Linked DNA regions of Mus musculus: all the other regions are linked to region 2. The links are chromatin contacts, called in public HiChIP or PLAC-seq and promoter capture Hi-C maps. All regions are on one chromosome and are shown on one strand. Each heading gives the region's core, a stretch centred on a gene start, on an enhancer-like site or on the middle of the called end of the contact. The rest is flanking DNA. Distances are from core to core; before and after follow the strand shown.

Region 1 (3,388 bases), core at 176-2,675, 310 kb after region 2:
AACAAAAAAAAAAAACCCGACCAACTACAACAAAAAAAGTTAATGTATCAGGTTAATTTATCAGATATTACAAAAATTTTCATAGGGCAGGTGAGAAAGTAGTAGAGAACTAAGTAATAGCCTTGGGCCAGAATGGCCACCATGTTACACTTTTAACTTGTGACTCATGTCAACTAACATAAATATCATACAAAATTTTAGCTTTTGTTTTGGTTGGGTTTTTGTTTTGTTCTGTTTTGTTTTGTTTTGTTTTGTTTTGTTTTGTTTTGTTTTTGGTCTTCCGAGACTGAGTTTCTCTGTGTAGCCCTGGCTGTTCTGAATCTTTCTCTCTCTGAATCTCTCCTCTCCTCCTTCTCTTTCCTCCCTTTCTCTTTCTCCTCCCTGTCTCTCCCCTCCCTCTTTCTCTTCTCTTCTCCTCTCTTCCCGTCTCCTCCCCTCCCCTCTTCTCCCCCCTCCCCCATGCTGGCCTGCCTCTGCCTCCCAAGTGTTAGGATTAAAGTGTTCCTCTTCACCTCATTCAGTTGGCACAGCTGATGTCCAGGATTCTCAGTCCATACCTATATGCTTTCCTCAATGCTCTCAACTTCCTAGCTCTGAAAATAAATAAATTCTGAGATGTCTTAGGTTTAGTAACAAAGGATAAGATAAGGAGCATCTTATGTGACAATCACTTCAATTATTATAAAGCCCACCACTGTCACTGCTGCTATCAGAGGGGTTCTCATCCTCATCTTCCTTTTCTTCCTCCTCCTCGTCCTCATCCTCGTCCTCGTCCTCCTCCTCCTCAGATTCAGAGTAAAATTTCTTCATGGGTTTTTCTTTCTTTGTTTTCCCAAGTGGGGTCCATTCTTTTGCCTGTTTATATCAACAAAGGAAACATTAATGAATTCTTATTACGGGATGCAGACTCCTTGCAAGTTCACTGTGAACTCAGAAGAGAAGTTTGAGACTTTCACAGAGAAACCAAGTGCTAGACATGCAGTCCCAACAGCAAAGGTATCCATTTCCAAACACAGCATATACATACACTCTCATTCAGAGCCCACTTTTATCTCACTCACATTACCTTTCCAGAGTGTTTACCAAATGTGTTGGTCCACATGAGACTTAACCTACAGTATCAACAGCAATAATACACTTGACACTTAAGAGGACAAAAGCAAGCAAACTATAGTAATACTGGCAGTAAATACTCATCACCTTGCTAAGCTAAAGCCTGACTCCTCATAGCCTCATCTCTAACCCATGGTGACTTGCTTTTCCACTCTGGTCTGGGCACCTGTCTCTCTTGGACTGCCTCAGGAGGTTCCCAACCGGTCACTTGCTTCTCTCCATTGAGTCCAACCAAAGTCTGCTGAAGACAGCAGCTGGACAGTCAGGACCAGCTACTCTCTAGTCCTCCTTAGTTCCCCATTTCACTCAATACTTGGGCAAAGTCCACAACAGTCTCCCTCCTGAGGTCTGGCAAGCTGTTCCCACACACTTCCTTTTCCTCTTACAGACTCTGCTACAGCCAAACTAGAGTGTATATGTATACATGTGTGTGTGTGTGTGTGTGTGTGTGTGTGTGTCTGTGTGTGTGTGTGTGCGTGTGTGCGCACATGTATTATTGTAAAGGGATTTACAGCATGATATACCAAAGTCTCATTACAATTTTCTGGGAATGTATTTTAAAATACTAATATAAACAAAAATATGTATGCTTAAAAAAAAAAAAAAAAAACAATTGCCAAGAGTCGCTCCAGTGGCCAGAAAAATCATTACTTGGGAAATGACAAGAAAACTAATAAAAATAGTTTGAATACATGAGTTTCCACATCCACATAGTTTCACACATTAAAGGCCCAAAGCCTAATACCACTAGATTCTCACTTTGGTGTGAGAGCTATAGAGCTGTAAGCAAAAGAAAAGCAACAAAAACAGGAGAAGAGATGGAGACATGGGAAAGCTAAGATCCTCCACAAGGCAATGTTAACTATATGTTTATAAAGCAAAATGTCCTTGATATGGACAAGAAAGTCTTGAGTAACTGGAAAAAAAGGATTTTCTGTAACTAAACAAAAAATTCTAAAGGAGCCCCAAAACTCACTGGTACCTTAATATAAATATACATCATATCTGATATCCTGGAAATGGTGGTGTGTAATTCAAAGTGACTTCTAGTGTCAACCTGACCAGGCTCCCTGTTGTTTTGATTAAAATGTCAGATTATCTAGCCTCAGACATTTTTCTTCCTAAGTTATATTTCATAATAATGAGATTTGACCTTAGAGGATCACTAGATAGTAAACCCAGAATAATACAGTGTATCATGTGCACAAAATGCACTGATATGACTTCAAGGGGAGGACTGTACAGAGCAAGGCAAAAAGGGATGATCTGAGCAACACTTTCTGCAGCTAGGAAGGCATCTCAAAATAGAACTAGTTACATTGTATTTATATTTCATTACATCCCTCATAAAGCTTTTTAAACCACTATCTCAGAAACTGATAGAAGAAATCTGTTTGTTCTATAGCTTAAATGGATACTTTTAAAATCTGGTTCCATTAGCTATAATTATTCTCCATAAGTTATTAATTATTAATTTCAGAAATATAGTCAGCAAAATGAAAAAGAAACCACAACTGAAATGAAGATAGGAAAACAGATTGCTTATGTACTGTCCCTTATAGCTCTTTTATAAAGAGTTAATGCTTAGAACACGTGAAAATGTAAGAAGGCAGCCAACCTTAGAACACCACCAAGGAAAAATTTAACTGCATAGCATTGCCACCAATCTCTAAGAAGATGCGCTCTTTCCAGAGGGAAGAGAAAGGGAAGGAAAGAGCGGGCTATTATGGTGGGAGAACAAAGGGATTGTTCTACTTGAGCCAGAGCATTGTGTAGCCAATCAGACAAGAGGAGAACAAGCTAAGAGCCAGCAAGCACACTTATCAGGAAAGATGATGTCTGCACAAGACCACAGCAGAGAACACTCACTCCATATTCCAGCCTCTAACAAAACCTGTACACACAGAAGAAACGTGCTCCACACTGCTTATGTTTGGAGCTTCAAGCCTGAACACACTTGCGAGGGGTTTTTACTATATTTTAAATAGATGTGTTTTAGTCTTTACGGGGTGAGTGCTGAGTGTGGAGGCCGCATCCATGCTGAGGATGTTCATGAGCCTGGCACTCAGAAACTCAGCCAGAGGGGCTGGCTGTGAATACCAGCGCCATTCTCATGTCACTGCCTCACCAGCATGGCTTTACAGATGTGCCTTCACCACAGCTGGATTTCTATGTGGGTACTGGGGCGTCAGACTTCAGTCTTCGTGCTTGCTTGGCAAGCACTTTACCAACTGAGCATCTCCCCAGCCGGTTTTCATCATTTGCTAGACCATGA
Region 2 (3,261 bases), core at 54-2,553:
GTTTCATTTGCTTGCTCTGCTACTAACCTGAAGTGTGACTTCAGCCACATTCTGAAAACTGCACTCATAAACATGTACTGAGCAAAACCTATATGGTGTATCTTATTTATTTGAATCACACTGTATCAAAAATGTAGCAGGTATTTCTTCCAAAAACTGAATTCAGGGAGAATTTGGACTCTATCTTCCAAATTCAGTAAGAAGAGGCACAGTACAACGATGAAATATGTTCCAGAATACATAAAACCAGATTTGAAGTCAGGCACAATTCAGAACCGACTGTCTATCCCCCCCACCTTCACCCCCGCCCCGCCCCCCTACCATACCCTAGCTGCCTTTGTAATAAAAGCTTCCAAAGTACCGTTCGAAGTACTAAAACTCGGGCAGTATCTCTAAAAGTGATTCTCTCCTCTATGGGTTGACCTCCCTCTGATGGAATATCAATAAACGGTGGAGAGATGGAGCAACAGGAAAAAAAGCTATTTCCCCTGCAGAACGATCTGCTTCGTAAGGAGGCTGTGTATCTTTTCCCTTGGAATGTTTCGGTATGATCAGCTTGGGTCTGAACAAAACTAGTTCTAATGAGCACTGCAATATGTACAGTCGGGAGTCAAGGCAAGTCACAAGACTGGCCTGGCCTATTCCTGGGAGGCAGCAGCCCACAGCTCCGGGGCGAGCTTCGGGGAAGAAGTTTGCAGAGGTGCTCACGTTCAAGCCCCAGTTCCCAAACTCTGGAAGTGAGCCATGTCAGAGGCCAGGGCCCCGCCATTGTGTATTCTGAGTGAGGCCCATGATCTCAGCGTCCCTTAAACTTGAGCGCTGTCCAGTCCACCTGAGGCCAGGCCAGGGCGGACTCCGCCTCCCTACTGCAAAGTTCAGGGAGCCGGCGCCCCGCACGCACAGGCCGAGGCCCTCCAGGCACAGGTCGCCCTCCTCTTCCTCCTCCTCCCGGCCTACGAGCGCGGAGGACGCCTCCGAGCCTCGCACGGAAGGCGGCCAGGCCAGCGCCGAGGTCGCGCCGAGCCCTGCACGGAGGGCGGCAGGGCCAGCGCCGAGGGCGGCTCCCTGCCAGCGCCAGCCTAGGCGTGTGCGGGCCCCTCGCATCCCGCCCGCCGAGGCCTGGAAGCCGCGCCCGCATCGGGCCTACGCTCCGCCCGGCTTCCCCGGCGGTGAGAAGGGAAGAGCGAGCGTCAGCCGCGGAGCCGCCGGCCGTTCCTTACCGCCTCACTACTCCGGTCTTGATCTTGATCTGCCTCACGCGAGGATCGGCCATGGTCCCTAAGGCGCCGCAGGAAGGAGAGGCGGGGCTGCGCGGCGCGCCGGCGCAGAAGGGGCGGTGGAGTGGGCGTGGAGCCCAGAGTGCGCGCATGCGTACCTGGAGAGCCCGACCCCGCCTCGCCTCCCGACTCTTACCTGGAATCCTTGCATCTAGACTGCTGGTACCTAGAGCTGGAGACTCTCAAAGCCCTATACCAGCTGCTTCTCCCTGGTGCTTGGACAGGATTTGTACACAAGCTGCACTTTTATTTTCTCAGTCTCCATAGCCTGAGTTAAGAAACTTTCTGTTCCTGAGAAAGTGAACAGGATTAGCTGCTTAATGGACAGTGTGACTTAGAAACTATTAACAAGGATAATTTTTGTTTTCACTGTCTGTTGTCAAATGGAGAAAGAGATCTGTGTTTGATGAAATAAAATACCATAATGCAGACAGTCAAAAGAAATTTTTAATTTTAATTTAATTTTTTTTTTTACATTCCAATCCATGCCCCCTCTTCCGGTTCCCTTTCTCCATATAGTCCCTTCCCTTTCCAGAGTGTTACTTATGTAAATTGTCTTGTGATGTTTGAGTTTATGGAGAGAGGACTCTGGGAGTAAGGAGGTTCCTCTTGTCCTAAATTTTAGCAAGTTTGTTTCAAGTGTCCAGCAAGACTCCCCGTCCTGAGACATGCTGGCCCCCTACCCCTGAGACAGGGAGAAAACAGTACAGCATTGCACCTTCTTGGCCTAGAGGGGAGCAGCCCTTTCCTCCTAGCCTGATGGCCTGAGACCAATCTGCAGGACTCAAAAGTGGTAGAGTGTAAGAACCAGCTCTCGCAAGTTGTCCTTTGACCTCTGCAAGTTCACTGTGGCTTGCAAATATACACAGAAGTGTATGAAATAAACGCTTGGTTTTTGTTTTTTAAGTTGTGTAAAAGTATGCCTACACTGGCAACAAAATGGCAGAATCCCATCCACAGAGAGAATCTCTGACTGGGGGACTCCGAGGGACTTCTCCAGTGCTTTGTGCAGGGTGTTGTAAGAACCTGTTTCGATGGTGTCATCTATCCGCTCCCTGCTATTTATTTGTTCATCTCCTTTTTCTTGCTACACACTTAATGGACTCAGTCATTTGAGAGCAAATGACTAGCCACCTATCTCACATGTGGAGTTCTATCCTTTAGCGAACACAGGACCCCGGCACTCAACCTCCTTGAAGAGCCCTAAGAAATAATGCCCACGTCACGTGACAGGTGTATAGAGGGTGGCATTCAGCACAATGCCTAAACACAGCAGACATGGGACAACTTTTGACTCCACCATATTTTCCAAGATACAATTTGCATAGAACAAGGCACCCTGAACTGTGTTCTAGAGTCTCTTCCTGTTGAAGCACCCCTACAACCCCCAAGGAATTGAGGCATGGCCTCCATTGCGTCCTCATTTCTTGGTTCTGTTCTTCACTTGATGCTCTTGGCCTCTCCTGACCCTTAGTTCAGTTCTCATCTTCATGGCTGGCTCTGGAACATCCTTCAGTCTTGTCAGAGCAGAGCTCCAGGTATAAATCCAGTCTCAAAACCTAGCTCCCACGGAAAGACTCCCAATGCTGCCCCTGCCTGTGCAGTTCTCCAGGAATACATTGATCCCTTGCATTCTGTGTATATTTGTTTGAAAACAATTTGGTTTGAGTTCTTTACAAGGGCTGTTCCCACCCCTTTAGCTGCAGTATAAGCATGTTAAGAGGCAAGAATCCTGTCTTTCATAAACCTTTCTCTTAAATCTCCATCTGCGTGATCCACACAGCAGGTGCTAAATTCAATAAATACATTTCTCTAGCTGGCTGGCACACTGAACTACAATCCCAAGTGACACAGCAGAGCTGTGAAATGCAGAGGAGGGGACAAACACAGCAGCAGCAGAGTCACCAACGCAAAATGCTGTGAAGGTAATAGAAACTGCAAACCACACACCAGAGACAGTGTGCTCAGGCCTTCTGCCACTGCC
Region 3 (3,533 bases), core at 38-2,537, 350 kb after region 2:
ATGCACGCACGCGCACACACACGCACATGCACACACACTCGCACAGAAGAAACTTATGATTGAACACTCCGACTCTGAATGAAGTAGGGCTCTGCACAGGTGACATTACGTGGCCTCTGCACTGTCCCATGGTCAGCTCTAACACACTGAGCACAGGCTGAGGACACATCAGTCAGGTTTTCAGTAATTCCAGAACACTTCAAAACAGCAAGACTGACTGTCACAACAGCAAGACTGACTGTCACAACAGCAAGACTGACTGTCACAACAGCAAGACTGACTGTCACAACAGCAAGACTGACTGTCACAACAGCAAGACTGACTGTCACAACAGCAAGACTGACTGTCACAACAGCAAGACTGACTGTCACAACAGCAAGACTGACTGTCACAACAGCAAGACTGACTGTCACACACAGAAAAGTGAGGTGCGTGCTCTGTCGCAACCTACTTTAACCTCTCTGGACTCGAAGCTAAAAACTTCTTTTTTTCATTAAGATTGAGATCATTTTATAATAACCCATTAAGTATGAGATCTTACTTATGAAATAGTCAACTATATTTCTCCAACTGGGAGACGGATTACACTGTTCCAACCCCACTTCTGAGAGCACAGAGGGAAAAGCACAGGCAAACCATGACCTACCTATTGCTGCGCAATAAGCGCACCAGTGATTTAGAAATGACACCAGCCTCCGACTTGGGTGAGATGTGCCAATATAGCTGAGCGACAGCCATAACCACCTGGAAAAAGGGTCACAAGAGGCACAGTGAGCATCTAAGTAGCAGGACCAAAAACATGCTCGCTCGCTTGCTCGCTCGCTTGCTCGCTCACTCTTTTGAGAACACACTGTAGTCTTTGTAGTGGGGTGAAGCTGTTTTCTCCAAAGCACTTCCTACCTTGACAAAGTGCTTGCGTTTGAGAGAGAATAGAAGTTAGCTAGTGTCATTAAGGATGTTCGAAGGTGATCACCTTGAGCAGAAGCAGAAGGGTGTGAGTGCCCAACAAAGGAAGGGGGAGGGGAGAGAGAGAAGGAGAGGGTAGGGAGGGAGCAGGAAGTGAGTGATTCATTTGTAAACCAAGAAATGCAAGGACCTTGCACAAGCACCTTCAGATAAAGAAAGAGACAGCTTCTTGAATCCACATGGAGAGTGTGGAGAGGGACTCAGCCTATTTACACCTGACTTCAGTCTTCCCGCTTCCAGGAACTCCTATCCTCCTTATCCACCTAGACTGTGGCAATTTGTAGTGGCAGGAAACTAGCATATCCTGAGAAAAGAAAATGCCATTACACCAACTGCGGACGGTGACAGCAGCCCTGGGCCGGCAACTGTGCGCTGTCCATCTGGGTGCTGGGGCTCAGACACACAGAAGTTCTAAAGGGCATGAGCTCTAAGCTACACAGACACTGTTTGGGAGCAACAAGCAGTCTGAAATAAAGAAAATGATTTACAGTGTAGCAAGAACAAGGCCTTAGCAGGGCTCTGACTTTTTAAGATGCACAGCTTTAAAACCAGTCTTAAAATAGGCCAGAGCCAGGGCAAGGGTAACAGAACTTTTCTCAAAATAAAGCAAGTCTGTGCTTTTTTTCAAAACATGCTTCTACATTTAGGTTCACACAGAGATTCCTCACCCCCAAATATCCAATTTAGCTTGTGCCAACAGAGACATAGCAACAAAAACAGCCCAGAAGACAAATACAAATTAACTTCTACACAGTCCACCAAGTTCAAAGAGGTAAGCAAGAGTTTCAGGCATGCCTAGATAGCATACCACACCTCAAGGTGGTTGAGCTAAGGACATTCATCACTAAGCTAAAAATCACAATTTAAAAAAAAAGCAACAGTTTAGGGATCCTAAATGTACTGTTCTTTGTAATACATAAAAATAGTAATAATGAAGTTGGCTTTACGGCCTTCAAACAGAACCTGAAAATTCTCATCTGTTCCATAAACAAGACATCCAAACCCATATGCAAGAATAGAAACTGTATTTTCTATGTGTATCAAGTCACGGCTTTTACTTGGTATGGCATCTTTTGAATATATTAGTCACAGCACTCTCAAATCCAAAAGAATAAAACAACCTTCCTTTTGCCCCATTATCTATAAATAAATAAATAAATAACATAATTTAAGATTTCTTCAACAGCACATCTGAAATCTGAGAGCCAATATGTAAAAAGCCACGAGAGAAACTCTGACAACTCCAAAGTCCAGACTCAATGCCCAGACTTCTCCAGTAGCCCACGCTCACAATGACCGCATCCTATACCACACACTCTTTTGAACCATGCATGTCCTAGACTGCTAGTGGCTGCAGCCTCAGAGCCGTCTGCTCCTGCTTCTGCCTCCAATGCAGTCACAACACTGGTCCATCAGCTTTCTGAAACAAATTCCCATAATCACCTTTGAAATGTAAGAACAAGTTTTTGCTTGCTTGCTTGTTTTAAGATAGGATCTCAGTCTCAATGGGCCTGAAACTCTAGTCCAGCACAGATCCGCCTGCCTCTACATCCTAAGTACTGGAATTAAAGGTATGAGCCACTACACCTGGCAAATACAGAATTAATTAAAAAGGGTCTGTTTGTTTTAATCTTTCATAATCCTCCAAAAGTCAGGTCTCATTTAAATGTATACAAAGCAAAGGAATGCAATGTGCTCAAAACCATGGCAGCCTGATGATGCACTAGCAAGTAAGGAGGGACCCCAAAGATGCACAGAAATAACAAAGTACCCCAGGATTCAACCCTGCCACTGTCAGCAAGGATCTGAATCTCAAAACCAACTTCCAAGATGAACTGAAGCTGATGGTGAGTAAACTGACAGCGAGCAACAGCTACCTCGCAGACTGGGGCATACAAACATCAGCCATGGTCAACAGTATCAGTGAATCCATGTCTTACTATGACAGGGCTTTTGAAAAGTGATTTAGAAATGACACTACTAATAGTAAGATTTTATAACCCTGCTAATTGCTAAGATATATAAACTTCTAATGGCCAAACTCTCAAAACAGTATAGAAAAGAAGTAGCCAGTGAAGTTCTTTCCTCGTATTTGAAGTTTTACTAAGTAAAGAGAACAATTCACTATTTTCTTAATTAAAACAAATTTGGGGAAATTCTTAATTTCAATCTTCAAGCTCTTAACTATAACTGCCAGCAATAAACACAAGTTACAAAAGAGTTCAATGACACTCAGAGGCAGTGTCAGGGGCTGGAGCCAGCTCAGTGGCTACGAGCACATACTGTTCTTTCAAAGGACAGTGGCTCACAGTCATCTAGAACTCCAGTTTCCGGGCATGTGACACCCTCCTCTAGCCTCTGCGGGTGTACAGATATGCACCATAAACACACACAGAACATCTATACACATAAAATTAAACGACTAAATCTTAAAGCAAAAGCAAAAAAAGAAAAAGCAAGCCCAGAAGGGCACTCTGCAAATGAGAGAGAAAGAGTAGAAATAAGAGAGAAAGTAGAAACAGAAGTCCTTAAACTCTGCGAACCACGAGTCATCCTGGCTCGTGTCA

Evidence for each region. Promoter capture Hi-C pulls out the DNA fragments that hold promoters and counts their contacts. HiChIP or PLAC-seq counts read pairs in DNA pulled down with a chosen protein or histone mark.
Region 1: a promoter capture Hi-C map of the HPC-7 cell line shows a contact between it and region 2, with 2.0 times the contacts expected there. The contact joins the enhancer-like site here to the promoter of Tbca in region 2. A contact is called at or near these places in 8 of 39 promoter capture datasets (the HPC-7 cell line, HPC-7-derived erythroid cells, cranial neural crest and 3 more) and 1 of 9 other capture datasets (embryonic stem cells).
Region 3: a contact with region 2 is called in an H3K4me3 HiChIP or PLAC-seq map of embryonic stem cells, with 11 read pairs. The contact joins the enhancer-like site here to the promoter of Tbca in region 2. A contact is called at or near these places in 6 of 39 promoter capture datasets (the C10 cell line, cranial neural crest, embryonic stem cells and 2 more), 2 of 115 datasets of contacts at active chromatin or transcription factors (embryonic forebrain and embryonic stem cells) and 1 of 9 other capture datasets (embryonic stem cells).

What each region holds. Positions count from the first base shown.
Region 1 is chr13:94,474,433-94,477,820 of GRCm38.p6, reverse strand. It overlaps Ap3b1 (adaptor-related protein complex 3, beta 1 subunit), which reads right to left. Exons shown (of 27, transcript NM_009680.3): 18 at 693-855. Among named protein-coding and RNA genes, the nearest start is that of Ap3b1, 120 kb to the right of the region's middle. Within about 2 kb of position 1,425, at least 16 of the 459 cell types and tissues checked have an H3K27ac peak or open chromatin away from gene starts, as enhancers often do. A contact at or near this core is called in the HPC-7 cell line, where this site is marked.
Region 2 is chr13:94,786,962-94,790,222 of GRCm38.p6, reverse strand. Tbca (tubulin cofactor A) reads right to left here and starts at 1,303. Exons shown (of 4, transcript NM_009321.3): 1 at 1,221-1,303. The coding sequence starts at 1,273.
Region 3 is chr13:94,441,130-94,444,662 of GRCm38.p6, reverse strand. Ap3b1 (adaptor-related protein complex 3, beta 1 subunit) reads right to left here. Exons shown (of 27, transcript NM_009680.3): 9 at 647-744. Among named protein-coding and RNA genes, the nearest start is that of Ap3b1, 84 kb to the right of the region's middle. Within about 2 kb of position 1,287, at least 19 of the 459 cell types and tissues checked have an H3K27ac peak or open chromatin away from gene starts, as enhancers often do. A contact at or near this core is called in embryonic stem cells and stem cell-derived epiblast-like cells, where this site is marked.